Regions from separate parts of the Mus musculus genome. Here regions 2 and 3 are each linked to region 1. Evidence: chromatin contacts called from public Hi-C and HiChIP or PLAC-seq data. All regions are on one chromosome and are shown on one strand. Each heading gives the region's core, a stretch centred on a gene start, on an enhancer-like site or on the middle of the called end of the contact. The rest is flanking DNA. Distances are from core to core; before and after follow the strand shown. Region 1 overlaps Dgkh (diacylglycerol kinase, eta). Region 2 overlaps Vwa8 (von Willebrand factor A domain containing 8). Region 3 overlaps Vwa8 (von Willebrand factor A domain containing 8).

Region 1 (2,721 bases), core at 128-2,627:
CAGCCCACTAGAACAGACGATCCCCGAAGGACTCAATACCTCACAGCACCAGGTACCTCTCGTGCCGGAGCAAGGAACTAGGTGAAAGTCTGATTTAGGGGATAGGGGAGTTTTGGGATAGCATTTGAAATGTAAATGAAGAAAATATCTAATAATATATATATATACATATATGTATATGTATATATATAAAGAAAGAACGAACCTCTGTCTTCCTCCTCCCTCACCAGCACCCGCCCTCCCCACTCCTCTTTTCTTCAGCTCTGCTTTGCCCCAAATGTCTGTCTCCCACAGCAGAACAAGGCTGGGGGCTTATTCTGGAGAGAGCTGAATGGAGAGAGTCTAGAATAAAAGACTCAGAAGTAACTAGAGGCAGAGGAGTAGTGCTGTGTAAGTGTGAATAAGCCAGTACCCTGGACTTGCTATATAACAAACCTTCAAGATGACGGTAGCCAGGATTGCAATTTGCTATTGGAAAGCCCTTTGGGACCTGACAAAGCCAAGGGCGGAGATGTCAGGGGTTGTCAAGGAAAAGCCTAGTCAGGTTATAGAATGAAACACCTGCACCTCAAACAGCTTCAGAGGTCCAGCTTCAGGGGTGGTGGTTCTACAAGTAAGTGTGTGTGTGTGTGTGTGTGTGTGTGTGTGTGTGTAGGTCCAGCTTCAGGGGTGGTGGTTCTACAAGTAAGTGTGTGTGTGTGTGTGTGTGTGTGTGTGTGTGTGGTGTGTTTAGTGTGTCTGTCTGTGTTTACTTCTCTATGCGTCTGTGTGTGTGTCTGTGTTTATTTCTCTATGCGTCTGTGTGTGTGTCTGTGTGTGTAGTGTGTATGTGTCTGTGTGTTTCTGTGTGTAGCATGTGTGTCTGTGTGTGAAGTGTGTGTCTCTCTGTGTGTGTATAATGTGTGTGTGTAGTGTGTCTGTAGTGTGTGTGTCTGTGTGTATGTCTCTGTGTGTGTAGTGTGTGTATAGTGTGTAGTGTCTGTGTGTGTGTGTGGGTGTGTGTCTGTGGGTTCCATATCCATTGAGTCAACTGACCACAAGTTGAAAATACTCTGGGGGGGAAAAAAAGCATTTTTAACTGAACTTAAAATGGCCACTCTTTTGTCACTGTTCCCTAAACAGCCACTACTCACATACCATTCATTAACACCCCGTGATAGATATGAGTAATGAAGAGATGGTCAAAAGCTCATAAAAGGGAGTGCCTGGGTTAACATTCTATAACATTCACATTTTATAACATACATTTGATCTTCTGCAGACCACTTTTTTTTTCCTTTGCATCCTTTAGGGAGCATTAAAACCAAGCCCACATAGATGCTGAAGTATGATAACCATCGCAGGAAGCCCTGTGTGCACACACACAAATGTTTGTATATTTACCCAAAGGGAAGTGAAAATACAATAGAAAGGTTGCAAAATAAAGTCAAGAACTCTCCTAGGAAGCACAATGAAAAGGGAAACATGCTAGAAAATGGGGAGTTGGGGAGAGACTGGGAAGGAACACGCAATGACAAATCCAGGAGGGCCAACGTCCAAACAATGGTAATACCACACAGAATAAGGAGAACAAACAGAAGGAAGAAATAACTCAAGATGATTTCCCAGAACTGAGCCCTGAATGGGGAGAAGCCCACACAGTGGATGAAAATAAACCCACACTGTGAATTCTGCTGTGAAGTTACAGATCCCTGAGGAGCAGAGAAGATCCTGAACGCTTCCAGAGAGGAGGATGGGGGAGGCGCTCCGTGGCTTCACACAGCCAGCCTGCACTGGCTTTCTCCGTGCTGGGAGCTAGACAGCAGCAGAGAGTGGCTTCAGGGTTGCTACAGTGCTCTGAGCAGAGGCAGCTTCCCACTGAGCAGGGTTTTGTTTGTTTGTTTTCCTTGTCTAACAGCATGCTTTCCACTTCCTGCTTTCTTCTCCTTCTTTACTGGCATGCATCCTGACGACAAGTTCTTTCAAGCTTAAACCCATTTGAGAGAAAAGTCAGTGTAAGAGGAAATGTTATCTTCAAACATGGAAGCCCACAGTACACGGCTCCCTCTTACCAGAGGCTCAAGCCATTGAGCCTCAGTAGGTTTGGCATTCTTCCTTTCCCAGATAATTCCTTCAACTCCATCTCCAATAGGCTCCCACCTTAAAAATCCTATTAGGAACATCCTCTCCCAGGAAGACAGCAAGCTTGTCCAGTGTGTAAATCCCACAGAGCCTTGAAGGCTATGCAGTACATTGTATCTCTATAACCGAGAAGAGAAAGAGCTGGCAGGACCGGAGAGACCGAGCAGTTCACTTCATCAATAAGATACATATTAGTTACTTTCTAATGCTGTGATCAAACACCTGATAAGAAACAGCATAGGCTGGGAAATGGTTTTTTTTAGCTCACAGATTAAGCAATACATCCATCCTAGCAAGGAAGGCGGGTGTGGAAGCTTGACATACTGGCCACACAGCCCGGACAGTCAGGAAGCAGAAAGGAGACAGGAAGTAGAGCCAGGCTATGAGTCCTCAAGGCCCACCACAGAGACCTACTTCCTCCAGAGTAGCCCCACCTCCTCAGGTTCCACCACCTTCCCCTCCAATGACACCAGGTGAAAACCCAGTAACCAAATGTGAGAACCTGAGGGGAACGTTCCATATTCAAACCACAGCAGGATCTGAAGAGACTCTGACTTCTGAAAAAAAGGTTTACTTGTGATCTCAAAGTGCCAAGTTTAC
Region 2 (2,727 bases), core at 137-2,636, 190 kb after region 1:
TTTCTCTCCTTGTCAGGTTACTCCCAAGGGTTTGCTGTGTTCTTTCACAAGAGGACTTAGCTGTTAGGAGAGTGAATCATTTAGGTACCTGCTATGCTTGCTTTCTCCAAAGCCCCTTGGGCCTCTGGGTGGCCAGGACTTTCTGTTATTGTTAGTTTCAGAGTACTGCATTCCCCTTATTTTTCTTGAATTCTACCCTCACCTTCATGTGGTTCCTTATCATACAACAAAATACAATAAATTGACATTTTACTGAGTGGGAGGCCCAAGCTAGCAATAAGAAATAAGAGTGGAGAAGGATTTCTTATGTGCAGCAGTTAAGAGCTGCATAGAGTTACTCCCAAAGCAATGCTCCCCTTGAGGAAAAGAAAGGAAGATGGAGTTTTTTTTTTTTTTTTTTTTTTTTCTGGCAGTCTATATATAGTCATGGGAAAGGATTTTGTGGGCATATTCCTGCACCTATTCAGTTTACAGTTAAGAAGGGAAGATGTTCACATTTTTTTTTTTTTTTTGCATTCTTAGCTTAAGGTCATAAAACACATGTTTGAAAAGTTAAAACTGAGGACTGGAACATTTTGGGGCATACTCTGCTCATATTGTAACAATGGTAGTCAAGAAAGCCTCTGGCCATGCTCACCTTGCGTTCCTAAAGATGGCAGGTAGGTGTGGCAGCACAGTCCTATAGTCCCAGCACTGTAGAGATGGAGCATAAGGGGCACTAGGTCAATCTGAGCTATATTATAAGTTCAAGGCCAGGCTGAGCTTCATAGCACAGGAAGGGCCAGCCCAAGTAACCTCCTGTCCTAGAGAGCAGGGGTGGGGGGATTAATACAGGATTTTGCCCAGAATGGTGCATGTGACTAGCGATCATGTACTTTCAGTTTCTCATTTTGAACCTACCAGTATTCCATTTGTTTCTTATTAGCAACCTGACAAATGGCTCTTCTTAGGGAAAGGGTTTTGTTCAGTAGAAAATTTAGTGCCAAGGCCTGAAAATAGTTCAGCATGTTCAGAATGTCACCTCAACATGAGCCAGGGTTATGTGGGAAGAGGGAACCTCTGTTGGAAAATGTCCCCAGCAGACTGGCCTGTGGGCAAACCTGTGGTGTGTTTTCTTGATTGGTGATGGGATGGTGGGTGTGGGTCGTATCACCTCTGCTCCAGTCGTGCTAGGTACCATAAGAAAGCAGGCTGAACAAGTCTTGGGGAGCAGCCAGTAAGCAGAGGAGCACCCTTCCATGTCCTCTGCTTCAGCTCCTCCTTCAGTTTCCTACCAGGTCTGAGTTCCTGTCCTGACTTCCTTCACTGATTAACAGTAACATGCAAGTGTAAGCCTAAGAAACCCTGTCCTTCCCAAGCAGGTTTCGGTCACAGAGTTTATCATACCAATCGAAACCCTAACAGACATTCGGTGTCTAGTGAGCAGAGTGTGGCTGGAGTTGGATGAGTGAGAATAACTGGAGATGAGATCAGAGAGGAAATGCAGATTAGAAACACCCTTTCGAGGTCATTAACGGAACCCAGCATGATTTGTCTCTGACTGCATTTGGCTGTTATATTGCCTCCTTAGATGCTAGATGGTGAAGAACAAAGCCTAAAACAGTAGGCCTGTGGGGTGTTCGAGAGAAGGCTGCCTGGGACTACCATGGATTGTGTTGTAAGCGGAAAAGAAGGATCTTAAGTTGCCATTAGTACAGCTGGGAGTAGTTTTAGTGGAAAGATCAGATGTTCAGTTCTCACTACAGAGGAAAAACTTTCCTTCATTTTTAAACGTTTGTAAAGGCAATTGGAGATGTAGCTTCATTGGTAGAACACTTCTCAACATTTATAAAGCTTTGGGTTCAATCCCATTGCATAAACTGGATGAGGTGGTATGTGCCACAATGCCAGCACTCAAGAGGTGATTAGAATATTGGGTATGTAGACAGATGGAGGCCAGCCTGGCATATTTGAGACCCCATCTTAAGTAGCAACAGCAAAAAACCCTTAATCCCCAAAACAAACAGACAACTCCAACAACAAAACACCTCAATGAAGAGGTTATAGTATATAATCTTAACATTGCATGTGCTAACTTTATTATAAAGCTTTTAAAAACTTGTTTGAGATAGGGTCTCAGTATGTAGTATAGGCTGCCTTTGAACTCAGTCTTCCAGTTACAATTCCACAATATTAGGACTGTGAATACTTTATATGAAGAAGAATGAGGGAGAAAGGGAGGAGGTGACTCCCTGGCACTTGCTGCAGTAAAGGTCCCTGTGCTACATAGAGTCTCAGGAGTCTGCTTGGAGATGCTGAGTCTGCAGGTTCCACATGGTGGGCGCTGTGATGCTTCAAGAACTTCTGTGATAAGAAGGAAGAAAAAGTGGCCTATGGGGATGTCCTAGTGGATTGTGGAGGAAGTTTGCAACCCTCATGATTTTTTTCAGTGTGTTTTGCCATGGCCCCTTCTGGCAGCTAACATTAGACCTGAAAGGATTTACCATTGGGTAGACTGGCTTTTCTTCTCTCAGTTTTTCCTGTGTCTTTAATAAATTATATCATCTATAAAAAACAATTTTCTGGCCGGGTGTGGTGGCGCACACCTTTAATCCCAGCACTTGGGAGGCAGAGGCAGGCAGATTTCTGAGTTCGAGGCCAGCCTGGTCTGCAGAGTGAGTTCCAGGACAGCCAAGGTACACAGAGAAACTCTGTCTCAAAAAAACAAAAACAAAATAAAACAAAACA
Region 3 (2,967 bases), core at 295-2,794, 240 kb after region 1:
TCTTTCAAATGCCTCATAGTATATGGGATGCAGACTAAAATAACCAAGTTATACAGAAAATATTTGTTGTAACCATTGAGTTCATGGGGCTGTCTTTGACTCTTTAATAAATACTACAAGTTAAGACATAAACTATTCAACTCTACAGATTCACTGGTCTCCATAGTTAGTGAAGGAGGAGAACCAGTAAAGAGCTGATGCTGATGCAGGTCTAGATAATTAGCACTGTCTCTCACAGACAATAACAACAGACAAAACAGTGGGCAGATATTTGCATTCAGCGGTTACCTTTCCAGCATCCTTTTCTTCCAAATGTGTGAGGGGTCTCTGCAGCCTTCAGGGGAAGCAGAGAGACAAGCTGGGGGCGGGGCAGTAGCCAGCGTTCATTCAAACTTGGGAAGTCTGGCTGTGAGTGTTTCTTATGCTGTATTTAAACACAGCACAATATGGTGAAAACTATTCCTGTATTAACTAACTCAATCCTGCATGCACAACAAAGTGTACCTAAATCTCTGAGGAACGAACAAATTAAGCTAAATACATTTCAAACATGAGTACAACGAAACTCTTTGTAAAGTACATGTGACACCTTCCATACAGATAGACTCTATAGATTGACCAAGAAAAACAAGTTTACAAGAAGGGTCTGGAAGCGGAGTCAGGCTCTTGAATTTCTCCAGCCACACAGATTGTGCCAAAGTCAGCTGGATAGAATGCACATCTGCTCCAGCCTTCTGGGCAGACAGCAGATTTTGTATTCCTTCTCTTGAAGGAACAATTTTATGTGCTTAAAATTAGGCTGTCTGTGAGCATGAAGCCCTTCGTGCCCCCTACACAAATGTATTCATAAAGAACTGCCTTCAATGATACTAGTTGCAGTACTTTCAAAATCAGAAAACTAACTGAAAAAAGTAATGATACATATTGAAGAGGCTGATGAAACCATTGTTAATATAATACTCCAGAGCCATTAAAATGAATGAAATAATGCTAGCATTTGCTTCATGAATGAGTTGTTGCCTAGAAGGTTTGAAGGTTTGGGTTCAAGTCCCTAGTGCACACTCGTGCATATATCTCACAGAGTGGGGCATTATTCTATACTAAGAAGAAGTCCAGAGCATGGGTGGAAAGAAGTGGTCAGACAGTATGTGATCTCATTTGTGATAGAAGAAATGTATCTGTGCTTTTGTGCACATTGAAGTCTTCCAGAAGGCTGCACAAGAATCAGTTATGGATGTAAGATTAGAAATCTGGAGTGAGATAAAGGTTTGTTTCTTTTGTGTCTCAAGACCAAAATACCCAGCAGCCATAGCTTAAGGGAGGGCAGGCTTATTTTGCTTCATGGTTTCTGAAGGTTTTCAGCCAGTCTGGCAGGGAAATCATAGCGGAGACGCTGTCCTTGTGGTGGGAGTAGCTGCCAGAGGCTGTTCATGTGAAGAGAGACCAGGAGGCAGAGAGAGAGAGGGCTGTAACAGAGCCCTCAAAGGCCCACTGGAGTGGCTCAGTTCCACGGGCCAGGCCCCACTCCTTTCTCTTCATGGATGATGCCCACAAGTGTATTCTAAAGCGGCCTCTTCTGAGAACGTCACGGATGAAAGCCAGTGGGTGACGGCTGTGGTTTGTGCTTCCTGCCTGACTTTCCAGTCTTACAGTAGGCTTCAGTGCGAGTGTGATGTTAAAGGGCCTCAAAACGTCGGCTCTTCAGAAATGGAATTATTTAGGTAACTAAGTTTACTGATGAGCTGAAGATTTTTTGTTTGTAAATTTTAATTATCTTTTAAAAATTGTTTTGGGACTGGAGAGGGATGGCTTAGAGGTTAAGCACACTGGCTGTTCCTCCAGAGGTTCAATTCTGAGCCCCCACACAGCAGCTCACAACTGTCTCTTAACTCCTGCCCCAGGAGATCTGACACCCTCATCTGCCCTCTGAGGGCTTGAGGCATTCATAAAGTCCACAGTCATTCTAGCAGATAAAATACCCCTACACATAAGATAAAATGCAAAATAAACAATTGTTTTATTGTTGCATAGCCATTGGAGGACTTAATTATTTCTTTTTATATTTAATTTTATCGTATGTGCATGGGTGTTTGTCCTGTTTGTGTATATTCCTGTGCACCATATGTATATAGTGCCCACAAAGGCCAAAAGAAGTTATCAGATCTCCTGAGGGTAGAGTTTCAGACAGTTGTGAGCTGCCATGTGGGTGCTCAGAATCAAACACTGGTACTCTGGAAGAGGAACCTCTGTTCTTAACTACTGAGCCATCTCTCATAAATGTAAACATTTTCATGAAACTTTCTGCCATTCTAAGATATGTGTTTTCAGACATATTTCACAGTTGCTGCAGTGTATAAAATGTTTGAAGAATAGATGTATAGACATTTGGTGTATTTTATACTCCCCATTTCTTGATGAACCTTGTTCATGATACACATCAGTTCTTAGCATGCAGTAGCACATCTACACCTTCAAAGCCTGTGACTGAATGTTGGCAATAATGGTCTTTTCTCTCTCAGTCGCCTCAGACTCTTTTGAAGTTTAAGCTAATTTTAAATTTATTTTTTGGTACTTAACAGGTTGTTGATTAAAGGCATGAAATAACTTCATAATATGATAAATAAAACCCAAATCCTGTAACACGGCCTAACATGACATCAGCATGCGAACTTACCATGGCTTCCACATTTATTTTCTGTTTTTTTCTATTATCTATTATTTTTTTCTTTATCTATCTTATTCATATATGGAACTCAAAACTGGAACATTCACAGCACTTACATTTGATGGTAGATTTTGCCTTTAAATTATTATCTTTGGTAAAATTTTAAGTAAATTGAAAATAAAACGGCATGACTAAGAACATTTGGCTTTTCTGTGGATAAGTGATTGGTCCTTAAGAAAAAACTTGTTTTTTCTTTGTGTGTGAGTGAGTGATGCCCGCAAAGGAGGGGAGGATGTCAGATC

Evidence for each region. Hi-C and Micro-C count contacts between places; a contact is called where the count stands out from the background. HiChIP or PLAC-seq counts read pairs in DNA pulled down with a chosen protein or histone mark.
Region 2: a contact with region 1 is called in a BATF HiChIP or PLAC-seq map of CD8 T cells, with 7 read pairs. The contact joins two enhancer-like sites. A contact is called at or near these places in 20 of 39 promoter capture datasets (the 3T3-L1 cell line, 3T3-L1-derived adipocytes, the HPC-7 cell line and 12 more), 3 of 15 datasets of contacts at CTCF or cohesin (CD8 T cells, embryonic stem cells and large pre-B cells), 80 of 484 Hi-C or Micro-C datasets (the 63-12 cell line, B cells, the BV-2 cell line and 41 more), 11 of 115 datasets of contacts at active chromatin or transcription factors (CD8 T cells, the NIH/3T3 cell line, bone marrow-derived dendritic cells and 6 more) and 4 of 9 other capture datasets (adipose tissue, embryonic stem cells, liver and 1 more).
Region 3: a Hi-C map of CD8 T cells shows a contact between it and region 1, with 2.8 times the contacts expected there. The contact joins two enhancer-like sites. A contact is called at or near these places in 13 of 484 Hi-C or Micro-C datasets (CD4 T cells, CD8 T cells, the N1E-115 cell line and 9 more), 6 of 115 datasets of contacts at active chromatin or transcription factors (effector CD8 T cells, kidney, large pre-B cells and 3 more) and 1 of 9 other capture datasets (embryonic stem cells).

Annotation. Positions count from the first base shown.
Region 1 is chr14:78,676,669-78,679,389 of GRCm38.p6, forward strand. All of the region lies in intron 2 of Dgkh (diacylglycerol kinase, eta), which reads right to left. Among named protein-coding and RNA genes, the nearest start is that of Gm30716, 27 kb to the left of the region's middle. Within about 2 kb of position 1,378, at least 116 of the 459 cell types and tissues checked have an H3K27ac peak or open chromatin away from gene starts, as enhancers often do. A contact at or near this core is called in CD8 T cells, Th1 cells, memory CD8 T cells and 1 more, where this site is marked.
Region 2 is chr14:78,862,470-78,865,196 of GRCm38.p6, forward strand. All of the region lies in intron 1 of Vwa8 (von Willebrand factor A domain containing 8), which reads left to right. Among named protein-coding and RNA genes, the nearest start is that of Vwa8, 15 kb to the left of the region's middle. Within about 2 kb of position 1,387, at least 12 of the 459 cell types and tissues checked have an H3K27ac peak or open chromatin away from gene starts, as enhancers often do. A contact at or near this core is called in CD8 T cells, where this site is marked.
Region 3 is chr14:78,912,782-78,915,748 of GRCm38.p6, forward strand. The region is part of intron 4 of Vwa8 (von Willebrand factor A domain containing 8); the gene reads left to right. Among named protein-coding and RNA genes, the nearest start is that of Vwa8, 65 kb to the left of the region's middle. Within about 2 kb of position 1,545, at least 47 of the 459 cell types and tissues checked have an H3K27ac peak or open chromatin away from gene starts, as enhancers often do. A contact at or near this core is called in CD8 T cells, Th1 cells, memory CD8 T cells and 1 more, where this site is marked.